Regions from separate parts of the Mus musculus genome. Here region 2 is linked to region 1. Evidence: chromatin contacts called from public promoter capture Hi-C data. All regions are on one chromosome and are shown on one strand. The core of a region is the stretch at or near the end of the contact, and the rest is flanking DNA. Distances in the headings are between cores, read along the strand shown.

The links. Promoter capture Hi-C pulls out the DNA fragments that hold promoters and counts their contacts.
Region 2: a promoter capture Hi-C map of pre-B cells shows a contact between it and region 1, with 2.1 times the contacts expected there. The contact joins the promoter of Pik3r6 here to the promoter of Gas7 in region 1. A contact is called at or near these places in 2 of 39 promoter capture datasets (the C10 cell line and pre-B cells).

The regions. Positions count from the first base shown.
Region 1 is chr11:67,582,843-67,589,851 of GRCm38.p6, reverse strand. It overlaps Gas7 (growth arrest specific 7), which reads right to left and starts at 3,352. Exons shown (of 14, transcript NM_001109657.3): 1 at 3,037-3,352. The coding sequence starts at 3,039.
Region 2 is chr11:68,498,867-68,505,875 of GRCm38.p6, reverse strand. Pik3r6 (phosphoinositide-3-kinase regulatory subunit 5) reads right to left here and starts at 2,857. Exons shown (of 20, transcript NM_001081566.2): 1 at 2,629-2,857.

The DNA of each region.
Region 1 (7,009 bases), core at 2,103-4,602:
GAGAGAGAGAGAGAGAGAGAGAGAGAGAGATACTGTATATAAAATTAAAAAAAAATTGAGGCCGAGCAACAGTGGCGCATGCCTTTAATCCCAGCACTTGGGAGGCAGAGGCAGGTGGACTTCTGAGTTCGAGGCCAGCCTGGTCCACAGAGTGAGTTCCAGGACAGCCGGGGCTACTCAGAGAAACCCTGTCTCGAAAAAATCCAACCAACCAACCAACCAACCAATCAATCAATAAAACGTAATTTTTCAAAAGTTAATGCATTAAATAGGAGGCTAGAGAGACGTCTTGATGGTTAGCAGCACACACTGCTCTCGCAGAGCACCCAAATTCAGTTCCTAAGATTTACTTTGGGCAGCTCACAACCCCCTGTAACTCTAGCTCCTGGAGATCCAAAATCCTCTTCTAGCCTTTGAAGGCACTTAAACTCCTGTGTAAGTAACCACTCCCTTCACATATACACATTAAAAAATAATAATAAAATCCTTTTTAAAAGCATTAACAACAACCACAATCCAAGATGTTGAGAATTAGGAAAGACAGTTGAAGGCTGTTTTTTTCCACTGGCCACAGGCTCAACATATCATGCAAAGCAGCTGCCCACTGGAAAGGAACTTCAAGGGCAAGGGACTGCCCTGTCCCTGCAGATGCTCTGGGGACAAAAGGGGACTTCTTCAGGGAGCCGGTGTCATTTTAGCGACAGGCCAACTGTGCCTCATTAGGGAATAGAGGTGGGTGCCGCTGCCTGCCAGCTGTGGCTGCCGTCCAGCTGGCCTGACTTTGTGGTCACTTCTTGTGGGCTGCAGCAACCCACAGGCACTGAAAGAAAGCGGAAGTAGCCAGTCTCACCATGGAGACGCGTTCTAGTTACTCTGCAGTGCCAACTGCTCGTGCTTACAGCCGTTTTGTTCAAAGATGCCTGACTCCCCTAATTGGTTCTGAAACAGTAGCCTGCAGAAAGATGAAAGCTGACAGGCAGTTTCCAGAGTCAGTAAAGGTGTGATCCTACCAACCCCACTTGGCAAAGCTTTTGGATCCACCGATAGAGAGACATAAGAACCAGGCAGACGATAACTACCAAGACCTTGCCATAGAGGACACACCACCAGACCATAGCAACAAGCAAGAGGCACACAGAATGTGGGCTGTGCTCCCAGGGGCCATGTTTGAAGCTGTAGCAGCCTTGTTTTGAGATCTTAAGCAACCCGTCTCATCCCTGTCAGGAGGGCCTTGATTTCTTCATCTCTCAAATGTGGAAGTTGGACCAGATGGCCTGTGAGGGCTTATTTTGAACAGATATCATCGAATGCTCAATGATTCTAAATGCTAGTATATCTGTTTTAAGGATGTGCCATTTATGTAGAGAAGGGAGGGGAGTCATATTCATGTACAGACATGTGACTCAGAAGCCTGGTCCTCTTCGTAAACGCTGCCAGTGCCCAGCCTCTTAGGATTGCATCTGTCACTACACTGAGTTTTGTCTTAATAGACCCTTCACTGTGAAAGCCACTTTCAAGGACCCAGAGCTGTCTGTCCTGAAACCTGTTTTCCCAGCTGGTATCCCGGGCTTCTGTCTCTGTTCCTGTCAATGTGTCACTAGAAGCCAGAGTCACACACCAGGCGGGTTCCAGTAGAGCCTGTCACCTAAGTAATAAGTATATCCACTTCACCACTATACCCTAGACACACAGTCCATTTCAACTTAGGCACACCCCAGCAATGGACCTGCACCTCCACGTGTCCCACATTGCTACAAGCTGGCCTTGAACCCTTCCTTGCTCTCAGGATACGAGTGTGCATGTTCTCTGCGGATCCTCCCTTCCTCCTCAGGGCTGATCAGGCCCAGCAGCATCTCCATAGCTTGCCGTAGTCCAATCTTGAGCATTCCTCACTTGGTTATAACATGATGGTCTAGCCTGTGGTCCTTCCAGCAGTAACTCTCCAAGGGTGGTCCTCTGAACCAGCATCACACGTGTCCTTTGGGAGATAACTAAAAATGTAGAATCCCAGTCTTGGCCCAGCACTACATCTGTGGGTCTAAGCCCCCCTGGACCATTCAGACACCGGTTTATTATTACAAAACTTCCGTATACATATTCTTGGGAGGTCAAGGGTCCCAGTTAGAGGATACTCTTGGGTAGCAAGCATTATTGTCTTCTCCTGGTCCCAGTTCAAGCTTCTGGGAAGGAATGTTCAAATCAGGGGTGCTTGGTGGCCTAGCAAGGTGGAGGAAGATTCCATGAAGGATCTGAGTAGCCTTGCCTTGTGAACTGGACCTCACAGCCACAGAGAACCTTAGCAGTGGGAAGGGGGATGCCATACAAAGCCTAGGCTAAAGGGCAGATCATAGGAAAGGCGACCATCCAGGCTCAGAGGTCAGCAAAACAAGGTTTTCTATCCCCACTATCTCAGAAAAGCTTCCACTGACAAACTGAGAGGAGGCATGTGCCAATCTGGAAACCGAGTTAGATGTCACTGCTGCCTAACTACCATCTGGGGAGCGGAGACACCCAAAGGCTCCCTTTACCTTCCCCTAATGCAGAGATTCACTGTTCTTCCCTAGATCTTGCACCTCAGAACTTTCCCGGTAAATCTGGGGCATGGGGGAGATGCCAGATGGGCAGGAAGAAGCCATGCTTTATATTTAGAAAAATATAATATATAATATATATAGAAAAAGAAGAATGGTACAAAGGTATAAATAAGTCCACAGTGGCTCTCTTCTCCATCACATGCCTTTAACTACCTGTCTCAGGTGAGCCTTCCCACTCCAAACACTCCTCTCCCATCTTTCCACACAACTCCTCACCCCACCCCACCCCCACCCATCGTTTACTCTCTGCCCATACCTCCTCTTTCTGCTCTTGTCTTGGGCACATATGCCCTCTTGGCACAGGGTCCACAGAACTTCCAGACTCACCAAGTACTATCCAATCTCACAGGGTCTTCAGAATCTCCTCTCTGCACTATGAAAGGCATTTTCACAACAGACAGAGAGGGTAGGTCAAGCATACTTCTGCAGGAGTGGTTCTTACCATGAGTGCTCAGCTGGTCCTTAAGGGCAGTTGCTATGGAAGAGATGCCAGGGCTGGTCTGAAGCCCCAGGCTCAGGACTGGGCTCCAGGCAACTTGTTCTGCATGGCACCTTCTGAGGAAAGTGTGGCTGAAGCAAGCAGCTGCCCCGGGGCCAGTGCGCTGAGCACCCTGGGGGATGTTCCTGTGGCTTTTCTCATCACTGACATCTCTGTTCTTTCACAAAGAACCCACTACATTGCACAGTTCCTCCCAAATCTGCTCCCGTGCCTGTTGGGAAATCAACAGCCCATGCAGGCCTTTCCAGATACAATTTCTAGAGGACTTCCCCTCCCACCCCCTTTCTCAGCCTAAAAAAAAATTGGCTTAGGTCAGAGCATACAATAGCCAAGCCTGTGTCACTGACCAGATGACTCCCACCCCAAGGCCTATGAACAAGGGCACCTTTGTCTACTGCATTTTAGACAGGACTCCCTGGGCCTGCCTTATCCCTGCTGGGAGAAGTTTCAGCCAACTTCTTCCCAAACCTAAGTCAGGGCTCTGGCTTGGGCCTGGCTCCAGCTGTGTGAATCCAAGGTCTGATAAAAGCCAGTATGAAAAGAGTGGAGAATTTCCAGAAAGAACGATTGTGTGAAACTAATCTCTGGCCTTGGCTTTCAATCTATGCTCACTATCTATCACCAAAGGCTGTAAGTAAAGACAGGGCTGGACCCAAGAGCAATGCTGTATCTACTACCAGTTATATAGGTTAGGTAGGGGCCTGGATCCCCAGTGAATCTGATGTCCTGTTTAAAAGCTTTCTGGAAGCTGGGGAGTCAGTTCTGTGGGGAGAATGTTTGTTGAGCTAGCATGAGAACCTAAATTCAGATCCCCAGAACACAAGAAAACCAGATATCCACAGTAGAATATGTCCATAACCACAGAGGTTTTAGGTAAGACAGAAGATAGGCAGGAAATCTGGAAGCTCCTGGAAGCTCGTGGGCCAGGTAGCCTGAGGTGTGGAAGGACAAACAAGAGATATCATCTCAAAGGAGGTGAAAGGCAAAGATTCGCAGCTGAGATAGGCATGCCATGACACACAGATGGCTGTGTTCACACATGCACACACACACATATGTGCACATACAGATGTACACACAGATAGACAAATAAACAAACAGAGGCCTTCTGGAGCCATTAAAGTTTTAGCACTCAGATTGTATATTTCTGTTTACTTTCTGTTACAAACTCTGGGATTTTAGCAACTGATTGCTTTTTGTGTGTGTGCTAGGACTCGAACTCAGGGCCTTCTGTATGCTAGATGAGCATTCTACCAAGAGGCTGCAGTCCCTGACTGGTTCTTTATATAGGATTATGTAAATCAGGTTACCACCCAGCAATGGAGTCAGTCCAGGGTCTCAGTGGTGCTGCTGTTACACTGCTCTGAGGTCTCAGACAAGGCAGGCAGGCTTCAGGTTTTTCCCAGAGGTTAAGTAGAGACACTTGAGTATCTTTCTAAATGGATGCGAAGGGAAAAATAAAACAGCACTTGGTGCAGTGAGGACACTGCGCACACTCGGTAAGAGCTGCTGCCGTGTTTTTATTCTCACAGTGGCTCAAAGTGTGGGAGACAGGCAGCTGTCCCCGAGCACAAGACAAAGTCTACATTTGATAACAAAAAGCAAATAAGCCGAGTGAAAAATCAGCACAGGTCATCCTTCCAAAGTTATAACATGGCCTGTAAGGAGACAAAAAGATGCTCAACATCATGGAAATATTAGGGAAATGCAAACCAAAACTACAGGAGTTATCACCTGCATCACTTGGGTTCTGGATACACACCCCAAAGAGTTGAAAGCAATGTTTTGAAGAGATATTTATACATTCTTATTCGTGACAAAAATAATCCAAGTGTCCCTTAATGGATAAATGTATAAACAACAACAAAATGTTGTTTAGGTCCTGGGGAGATGGTTTAGTGGTCAGTGTACCTGTTGTGCGATCATGTGGACCTGAGTTTGGGTTCCCAGCACTCATACGAAAAGCCAGGCATGGTCACGTATGTCTGTAACCTTAGTACTAGCGGGATGGGGGCATGAGGCAGAGGCAGGCAGAACCCCAAAGCCTGCTGGTTAGTCAGTCTAGCCAATCAGAGAGCTCTAGGTATAAGAGCCCATATCTCAAAAAATGTAAGGTAGAAAACAATTGAAGTAGACACTTATCATTGGCCTCTGGTCTACACACATGCACACATGCACCCCCCCACACACACACACAAACTTGAACACACACATACACAAGTTATGTAACAATAATAAATACAATGGAGTATTATTCTGTCTTTAACAAGGAAGGCACATTCTGCCATATGCTCCAACATTATGTTTATTTTACACTATGCTAATTGAATTAAACTCATCAAGATGGATACATTCTATGTGAGTCTTCTTAGATGATGTTCTTAGATCAGCCAAACTTGGAGACAAGAAGGAGACTGAAGAATGGAAAGTTACCTGGTGGTCCAGTTTTAATTCTGTAAGATGAAAAGATTGGCAGATGGATGGTGATGGTGACTGCATACAGCATAAATGCCTTTAATGTCACTAGACCCTACTCTTAAGCATGGTGACAGTGGGAGATTTTATGTTACCTATATCTGCCAACAATTTTTTAAAAAGGGGTTTGTGATGGGGACAAGTGGTTGGACTTAAGGGACCATGGGTCACTATTTCAGAAGATACACAGGTATAGCATCTCCAGCAAAGAAGTTATACACAGAGGAAAGCCAACCCCAGTCCCTTGGTGAGGGGAACTAGGAAGCCCAACTAGAAAATAAAGCTGAATGCATGGCTTATCTACAGCCTGCCCTCTGTGCAATCTGGAGAAACTGGAACATCACAGTCAATACCCAGTCAATGCCTGGCTTTCCTATGAAGGTCTGTAGCACAGACAAGAATGGCTGGCAATGGCCTCTGGTTTAAGCACGTCAGCTCTTAGCTTTCCATGTTGATGTGTCTCCATTCTCATCTCTCCTTCTCACCTACTGGTAGGACTTACCCTTCTCTTCTCAAGCCTGTGGCTGTGAGCAGCCTTGGCTGCTTGATAAACTCTCTTTCCTCTGTAATGCTGGGACTGCCATCAGCTGTAGTCATGGCCACTGATCTTTAACTCAGCACTCAGTCTGAGTAAGGTACCCTTGAAGGGATCATATATATCATGTGATTGACTATCTTAATAAATCAAAGGGAATTCTATTGCAATCTCTGACTAGAGGAAAAAACACCAGTTTTTAAGATGGAGTGAGAAGCAAGAGTGGGAAGAAGATAACTGTGCACAGCTATACACCTTGTGGGCAGTAGGAGCAAGGGCCAATGAAATAGGGAGGAGGGACTAAGAGCAGTGGCTCAGTTCCTAATGATAAAGAGGCAAGAAGGAGTGGGGAGCATAGATGAGGATGCAGAGAAGCCACAGGAGATGTGAGATCATCAGAGCTAGGAAACACAGACCCGAGCACAGTGATACACTACTGTAATCCCAACACTTGGAGGCTAAGGCAGGAGGATTGTTTCCAGGCCAGCCTGATCGATATAACAAACATTGTCTTGATGATGATGACGATGACGATGATGGTGATGGTGATGGTGATGGTGATGATGATAGCCCCACCCTGAGGATCCGAGTTTAGTCTTTGAGACACAATCTCAAGCAGAAAGAGACAACAGGCTCCAAGGGTTATCTGTTGACTTCCACAAGTGCCCATGCCTTTAGCAAACAAAACAAAACAATCCCAATACATATAATTTTAAAAACTGAACAAACTGAGGGACAACAAGAAAAACACCTGTGTCTGTCAAGTGGTTCAAACTGGCCACTCAGATAAGAGCTCTGTCTGGAAGCAGGGCCCCCACTGGCAGCAGTCCATCATGTCACCTCTGGGAAGTATAGGAGAGAGGGTTGGCTGGGAACTCAACCCCTTAGCTTTGTGGCACAAATGCA
Region 2 (7,009 bases), core at 1,608-4,107, 920 kb before region 1:
TTTTCTTTTCTTCTTTCTCTGTCGTTAGGTCTCATGGTTTATGCAGCACCCTCAAGTGGCAGACTAACTTGTAAGAAAGACCAAAAATTCCTTCACCATTCTTGGGACCAGTAAGATGACTCTGTGGGGAAAGGTGCTTGCAGCCAAGCCTGACGACCTGAGTTTGGTCCTTGGGACTCACAGGTGGAAGGGAGAAGCAACTCCTACAGATTATCCTCTGACCTCCATCTGGGTGTTTGCTACACACACACACACACACACACACACACACACACACACACACACACAAACACTTAAATAATTAAACAGAAGACCCCTCATTATTTTTTGACAGAAAGATGAGATCAGAGACAAAATAAGTACATAAATAAATAAACAAGGGAAAGAAAAAAGGGAGGAGGGACTGGGGGGGACCCAGAGAGCTTTCTCTTAAGTTCAGAACATTAGCAAGGATCAGCTCTTGGGGCAGGTGTGTGAGGCAGGCTACAGCCTTGAGTGTAACAGGTGGGAAGAGTGAATGGGAGCCCTGGGCCCTTGTAGCCTCTGTGTGATCCTGTCAGCAGCCTTGCTGGAGGAAGCTCAGAGCTGCTGGGCTGGGATTGGGGCTGAAGCTCTGAAAGAGCCTCACAGCCCTGTCCTTTGCTGCACGCATTCCAACAGCATCCCTGCGCCCAGCCGTCCAAACAGACGGACACTGTATGCATGTCCGGCCTGATACAGCCCCTCTTGCAAGGCCAAACCCTGGAGCAACAGCAGAGAACTTGCAGGTAGTCTTTCTGCTTCCCTATGACCTGCAGTCACCCCCCCCCCCAGAGAGACAGAGATACGCAGAGATGGAAACAGCCTGCGGAGCCTCTGTCACCCACGTTCACCACCTCTCACCTCTCCATGTAGCCTCCCCGCCTGCCTCTCCCACCGGAGTATCCATTCTCACTGCCGGAGTTCAGGGGCAGACCACACTTAACAGACAATATAACTTTTTTTTCTTTAAATTAAACAACAGCATATGACTATTGGGCAGATCTTCAAACCATAGCAAGTGATTAGTGGGCAAGCGGAAATGCAGGCAGAGCTCTGAGTTTCTGGGACCCTCCTCAGCCCCCAGGGCCAATCAGGATTTTAAAGATTCCTAAAGACCTTGCCTCCTTGCAGGCTCTGTAAAGGGCTTCGGGCCAACTTCCTTGGGGTGTCTAGCGGTGCTTAAAGGAAACACCTGAATAGGACAGAGCAGTAAGAGCAACAACATTGTTCCCAGGGAGGCTGAGAGGATCCGAGGGTCCTGGATGCTGAGGGGCCACAGGAACTGAAGCCTGGCCTTTGTGTGCCTTTCAGGCATCATGGCCTTGGAAACAGCATGAGGGCATTGCAGTAGGCCTGTGACAGGTGATGAGGCCCTGCATCCTAGCCCACACTGACTGGGGTCTAACCTAGCCTATACTGAGGCTATTGTAAGTCTGAACGGCTTCTCTCTCTCTCTCTCTCAATCTCTCTCTCTCTCTCTCTCTCTCTCTCTCTCTCTCTCTCTCTCCCTCCCTCTCTCCTCTTTCTTACTCCATACCTATTTACAAACCTGTGGGCTTTTTGCATGCTAGGCACGGTGCTGTGCCACTGAGCAACAGCCCCAGCCCTCCTCAGCTTTAAAGGAAACACCATTGCAGCCCTTGTCACATAGGATGGGCAGGAGAACTGTGCCTGGTAAGACATGAGACCTGCCCGGAGCTAAATCAATGAATGAGGATAGTCCCACACTGCATCTTTTGCCACACAAAGTCTCTAGGTCTCTGCTCCCTCATCCTCAATCATATATCTACTGACCTGCCTCTGAGATTTGCACTCTGGGCTCTCTCCTCCAGGGGTGCTCCAGGGCCAGCCTCACCTCTGCATATAAGCCCTCCCGATCTCTGAAGCTTCATCCTGATCTCACCTCACTTTCCCTATATCTGTCTCCAAGTCCCGGCTCACCAGCAATTTTTTGCCTTATATTACTGTATCAGACAACCAAGGCCTTGTCTCAGCCCCTGGAGCAGGAGGCCAACAACCTAAGAGCACAGATGCCCCTCCCTGTACCCCCTCCTGGTCTCTCTGTGAGAGTGTGAGTGCACGCACACACACACATACACACCACACCAGCCAGCCCTGACAGTCACTAAATACCCAGAAGAGAGATGGACAGATGACGTCTTGGAAGCAACATAGACAGGGATTCAGGATTCTCCCTGCTCGCTCATTTATTCTGTGACCTGCTGCGATTTACTTCCCTGCGCTGAGTCTTGGTCTATTCCTGACCCAAGATGGGCATTGAAGCACTTACCCACCCAACCTCTAGTTCCTGAAAGAATCACAGCTATACAGCATTGGCCTTACCCTATTATCGCTAACAGGCACAGAGTTCGAGGGGTAAAACAAGAAAGGTCTCCTCACAAGATCTTGGGTCCTCTCCTCATTGGAAAATAGGTTGAACAGAAATAGCTGGCAGGTGCTCTTACTGTCACAGCAGGACCAGCCTTCTGAGACGTGGGCTCCTTAGGGCTCTTCATCCACCAGCCGCTTCCATGTTGAACCTCATCTGGGTCCAGCCCTGTCTCTCCCAACTCCCTCCTCAGACACTCTGCCCCAGTCAGAACCTACCTTAGCTGGACCACAGTTGTCCACGTCCCCAGACCCTCCAGCCAATGAGCTCCTGAGGTCCTGTTCAGGAGGCCAGCAACCCCAAGGACCAGATGTCCCAAAGGAGCCAAAGAGAGCTTGTCGTCCTGACTGTCCACTCTAGAGATCTGCAGAAAAAGTTCTTCCTCACACAGCTAGTCCTGTCCCTCCCCTTCCTTCCCCTTCCCCTTCCTCATGGCCCACAAAGCCCCTCCCAGGCATATCCTGCTGAGGCTTTTTTTTTTTTTTCAAAGAAGTGGGTGTGGTCACTCACTGTCCCTGGGGGTTCCTTATTCTGGCCTAATGCAAGTGACCTGTCTGGAGGGATGAACATTTCCACAAGGGATGGATATGTCCACTCTCATGCTGATGAGGTTCTGAAGCAGAAATCTAGCCTTTCCAAAGGTCCAGGTACCCCACTTATGTCCCATCCTACGGTGGGCATGAGGGACCAGATGTCTGTTAACCTCCTGACATCTGACATGCACAGGCTGAACTATTTCACACCAAACCAGCATCTCTGTCACCTCAGAACAGAAACCCTGTGTCATCCCAGCATCTGTCCCCCACATTTGCATCTTAGACCACATCAAGTCTGCTCAGCACTGCCTCCCCAGCCTGTGGGCTCTGTCCTGAGCTGTGACAAAGCCTGTCCTTGAGCCACTTCCTTAATCTCACCCCTGAGTAGCTCCTCACTGCAGCCTCTCCGCACCCTAGTGAAGGTTCTTAACTACCCAGGCTGCCAGGTGTGGTGGTCCATGCCTTTGATCCAGATGCTTTGGAGGCAGAAGCAGAGGCAGGGGCAGAGGCAGAGGCAGAGGCAGAGGCAGAGGCAGAGGCAGAGGCAGAGGCAGAGGCAGAGGCAGAGGCAGAGGCAGAGGCAGAGGCAGAGGCAGAGGCAGAGGCAGAGGCAGAGGCAGAGGCAGAGGCAGAGGCAGAGGCAGAGGCAGAGGCAGAGGCAGAGGCAGAGGCAGATCTGTGAGTTCAAGGCCAGCCTTGTCTACATATCCAGATCCAGACCAGCCAGGGCTGCATATTGCTAGCCTGTCTCTAAACAGACAAACAAAAACCATCGAGGCCATGGGACTCTCCTTCCAATGTTTTTCTTGGGTCATCTCTCTTCTCGGGGAAGAATAGGAAACAGGGCAAAGGGGCAAGAGGAAAAGCTGGGCAGGAATGTCAAGAAGGGACCAGTGGTCAGTGGTGGCAAATGTCAAGGCTAGGGAAGGACAGTTTGGGCACTGAGAGGAAGCTCCACCTCCTTGGCCTCCTCTCATTCCACCTCCCTCTTCCCCTCCTCCTCTATCTCAGACTTGAAATAAAAAACACAGGAACATCTCCAACACACTTTTTAGGCCTCTTTTAAAAAGTCACAGACTCTATGGTCACATCCTATTGGTAAATTGGCTCTGGAGAGTGTCAGGCAGATCAATAGTGATACTGTCTTTGAAGCACCTAGATCCAGTCATGCCTAAAACCCTGTTGCCTAATCTACTTCTAGTCAGCTCATCTATGTGATCCAAATTTCCCTGCCTTTTAAAGATTAAAGTTTTGATTTTTTTTTTTTTAATGTGGGCTTCTATCGCTTGCAGCTTTGGAAGTACTGGTTTTTATTTGTTTGACATCCTTGTAAGGCCCTCACTAGGTTCTAGTCTTGCCTTCATTTTTTAAGAGAAAGCCTTTAGAAAAACACAGTCCAGGGATGAGTGTCATTTCTTCTCTGGCTCTGCCTCCCTCCCCCTACTTTTTTTCCAGACTCTCCCACATACCCGGGGTTAATTCTCTCTAGCGTCTCTTCCCTCTTCGCTGGTGTTCTGAGGCCATTGCCTGCCTGCCCGACCCGCCTTCTCCTGCCCAGTAAGTTTTGGGATAGTAATGGTCCTCAGATTTTAGTCACCACATCCATGTGAAGAGAAAGATTGGCTCCTTCAGTAAAGCAAGTGGAAAGTGAGCACACGAGTGACAGACGTGGGGGTGGGGGGAGTGGTGGAAATGAATAAACCCAGTGTGTAATAGCTGAGAGCATGAACCCGTGCAGCCTCCACGGGCAGCCCCGCTTATCAGTCTCGGCCTAATTGAATCGGAAATCACAAGCTGGCCTCTGCTCTTGTGGCCGCACCGCTCTTATCAGCAGCGTTTCTGCAGCTGGTGTGGGTGTGGTAACCATATAGCGGGGCAGCCCGGTGACTGACTGAGGACAGTCCCAGACCCATCCCTTCCACGGAGGACTAGGAGGGAAGGAGGCGGTGATGAGAAAGATCTGTCCCCACACCTGTGCCTTTGCACAGCCCCGCCCATCTTCAGGTAGGGTGTAGACACAGACCGGCTGTCTAGCCCCACCCACCTCCCCTGGACCTACAATAATTCTCCAGCAACAGCACAGAGGGTCCCAGGGCGGTTCATGACAACAAAGGTACTCTCAGGGGACTGTTCAAGTGTATACACACACACACACACACACACACACACACACACACACACTCCTGCTAACACACCTCTGGCTGTCTTTGGGCCTCAGTCATCTACACCCTGAGGTGTTGGAGAGCTTGGTTGTGAAGGCCCCCCAGCTTCTCAGCTCTCCAGAGGAGCCCAGTTCCAGCCTGAGACCTCTGTTCTCTGACCATCTAAGCCCCTTCCCTCAGGGGTGTGGATGGATGGGGTAGGGCTGCCCTGAGCCACCCACACCCTGTCCTCTACCCTTCCAAAGGCATCAGGGGGACTAGGTTAAGCCAGCTTCTGAGTCATCATGTGGGAATTGAACTCAGGTCATCAGGTTTAGCTGCAAGCGCCTTCACCCACTAAGCCGTCTAACTGGATTATGCATAAACTTTTAACAAGTTCTCTTAATGCCTATGCGTGTCTGCGTATCAGCATGTACACGTGAGTCCAGGTGCCCACTGAGGCCCGAAGCTACACTCACGCTTCCTTCCCGGCCACCATCCCCTGAGCTCAGGCAGCCCAGACTTGCTTGGAGCAGGACAAACCATCTCTACCAAAGCTTCCCTCCTTTGGCTCCTCCCCCAGCCTGCTCCCATCATTCCTGAGGGGGAACAGAGTATCCCTTCCATCAGGAGACCGGAGCTCTCCTCTTCAATTCCATCACAACGAAGACAGCCTCAGATACAACCGTGAATTTTGCTTTTCTGGGCCTCAGTTTACCCCACCACTTGTGATGTATTGAGATGGCTTTGTTAAGTATGGCGCTTTTGGAGGCCATTATCTGGCCTTGAGGGACCATAAGTATATTCTTCAACCCTTCTGTGTCTCAGTTTCCCTACCTGTAGAATGGGTATAACAATGCCAACCTCACAGGGTCAGAAGAGGCACACAGAAGCTAACAGGAACACGAGGGTCGAGAACACCTGACCAGTGCAGAGTTAAGTGTGGTTGAGGTGGGTTTAACCCAGCTGGCATTCACTGAAGCAGCTGTGGCCACAACTACCTTTCCAGGGGCTATTCAGAGCCTCAAGTGTGCCTGCAGGTAGAACACGGAAGAAACTTCCTGTGCCTCAGGCAGGAGGCAGAGGATGGTTTGTGCCTGGAGAGGCAGCTTTCTGTACTTGGACTTTACTGAAAGAGGTGAAGAGAGAGATTCAGAAATGGGGGGGGGGCGGGAGGGGGGAGCAGATCTACCCACATCCCCCCCCCCACACACACACACACGCATAAACACATAGAAACAGGAAGTTCTCTTCCCAAGGATCTGCGTATCTTCCAGTCCACAGGGTTTCTCTGTCGCTGTGGTAAAACCCTGGCTAAGACCCAGCTTGGTGGGAGGAGTTTATTTCACCACATGACTCCCAGGTCCCAGCCCATCACTGAGGGAAGACCAGGTAAGCCACTCACTGGCTCACTACCCATGGTCACTTAGCTTCAGCCTGGCCAGTGGTGGCAACAGAGCAGGATCACCTGCTCAGGGGTGGCACCCGCTCACAGTGGGACGGGCCTCTCATGTCACCCATTCATCAAGACAATACTGCAGACATGCCCACAGGACAGTCTGCTGAAGAAAATCCCCCAGTTGATGTTCCCTCCTCCAAATGACTCTAGTTTGTATCACATTGACAAAAACCTAACCAGTGCCTGGCATTTCCTGTATGCCTGGGCGGAACCCCCCATCCCCACCCCCTTCTCTCTCAACTCTGAGCAAGCAGGGGAGTTGGGAGCATCCTTGCCCTGGAGCTCTTAGCCATTGATGGAGTCGCCATTTGGTTCTTAGGGAGAGGTAATGGACCACTTGGTTTCAGGCCCCAGCTGCCTAAGAGCAAAGGAGGCTCAGGCATTGTTTCTGGGGGTGTCCCCTTTCCAGGAGAGTTTGAAGGTCCCCATTTAACTCAGCAGGCCAGAGTTAACCACAACTCTG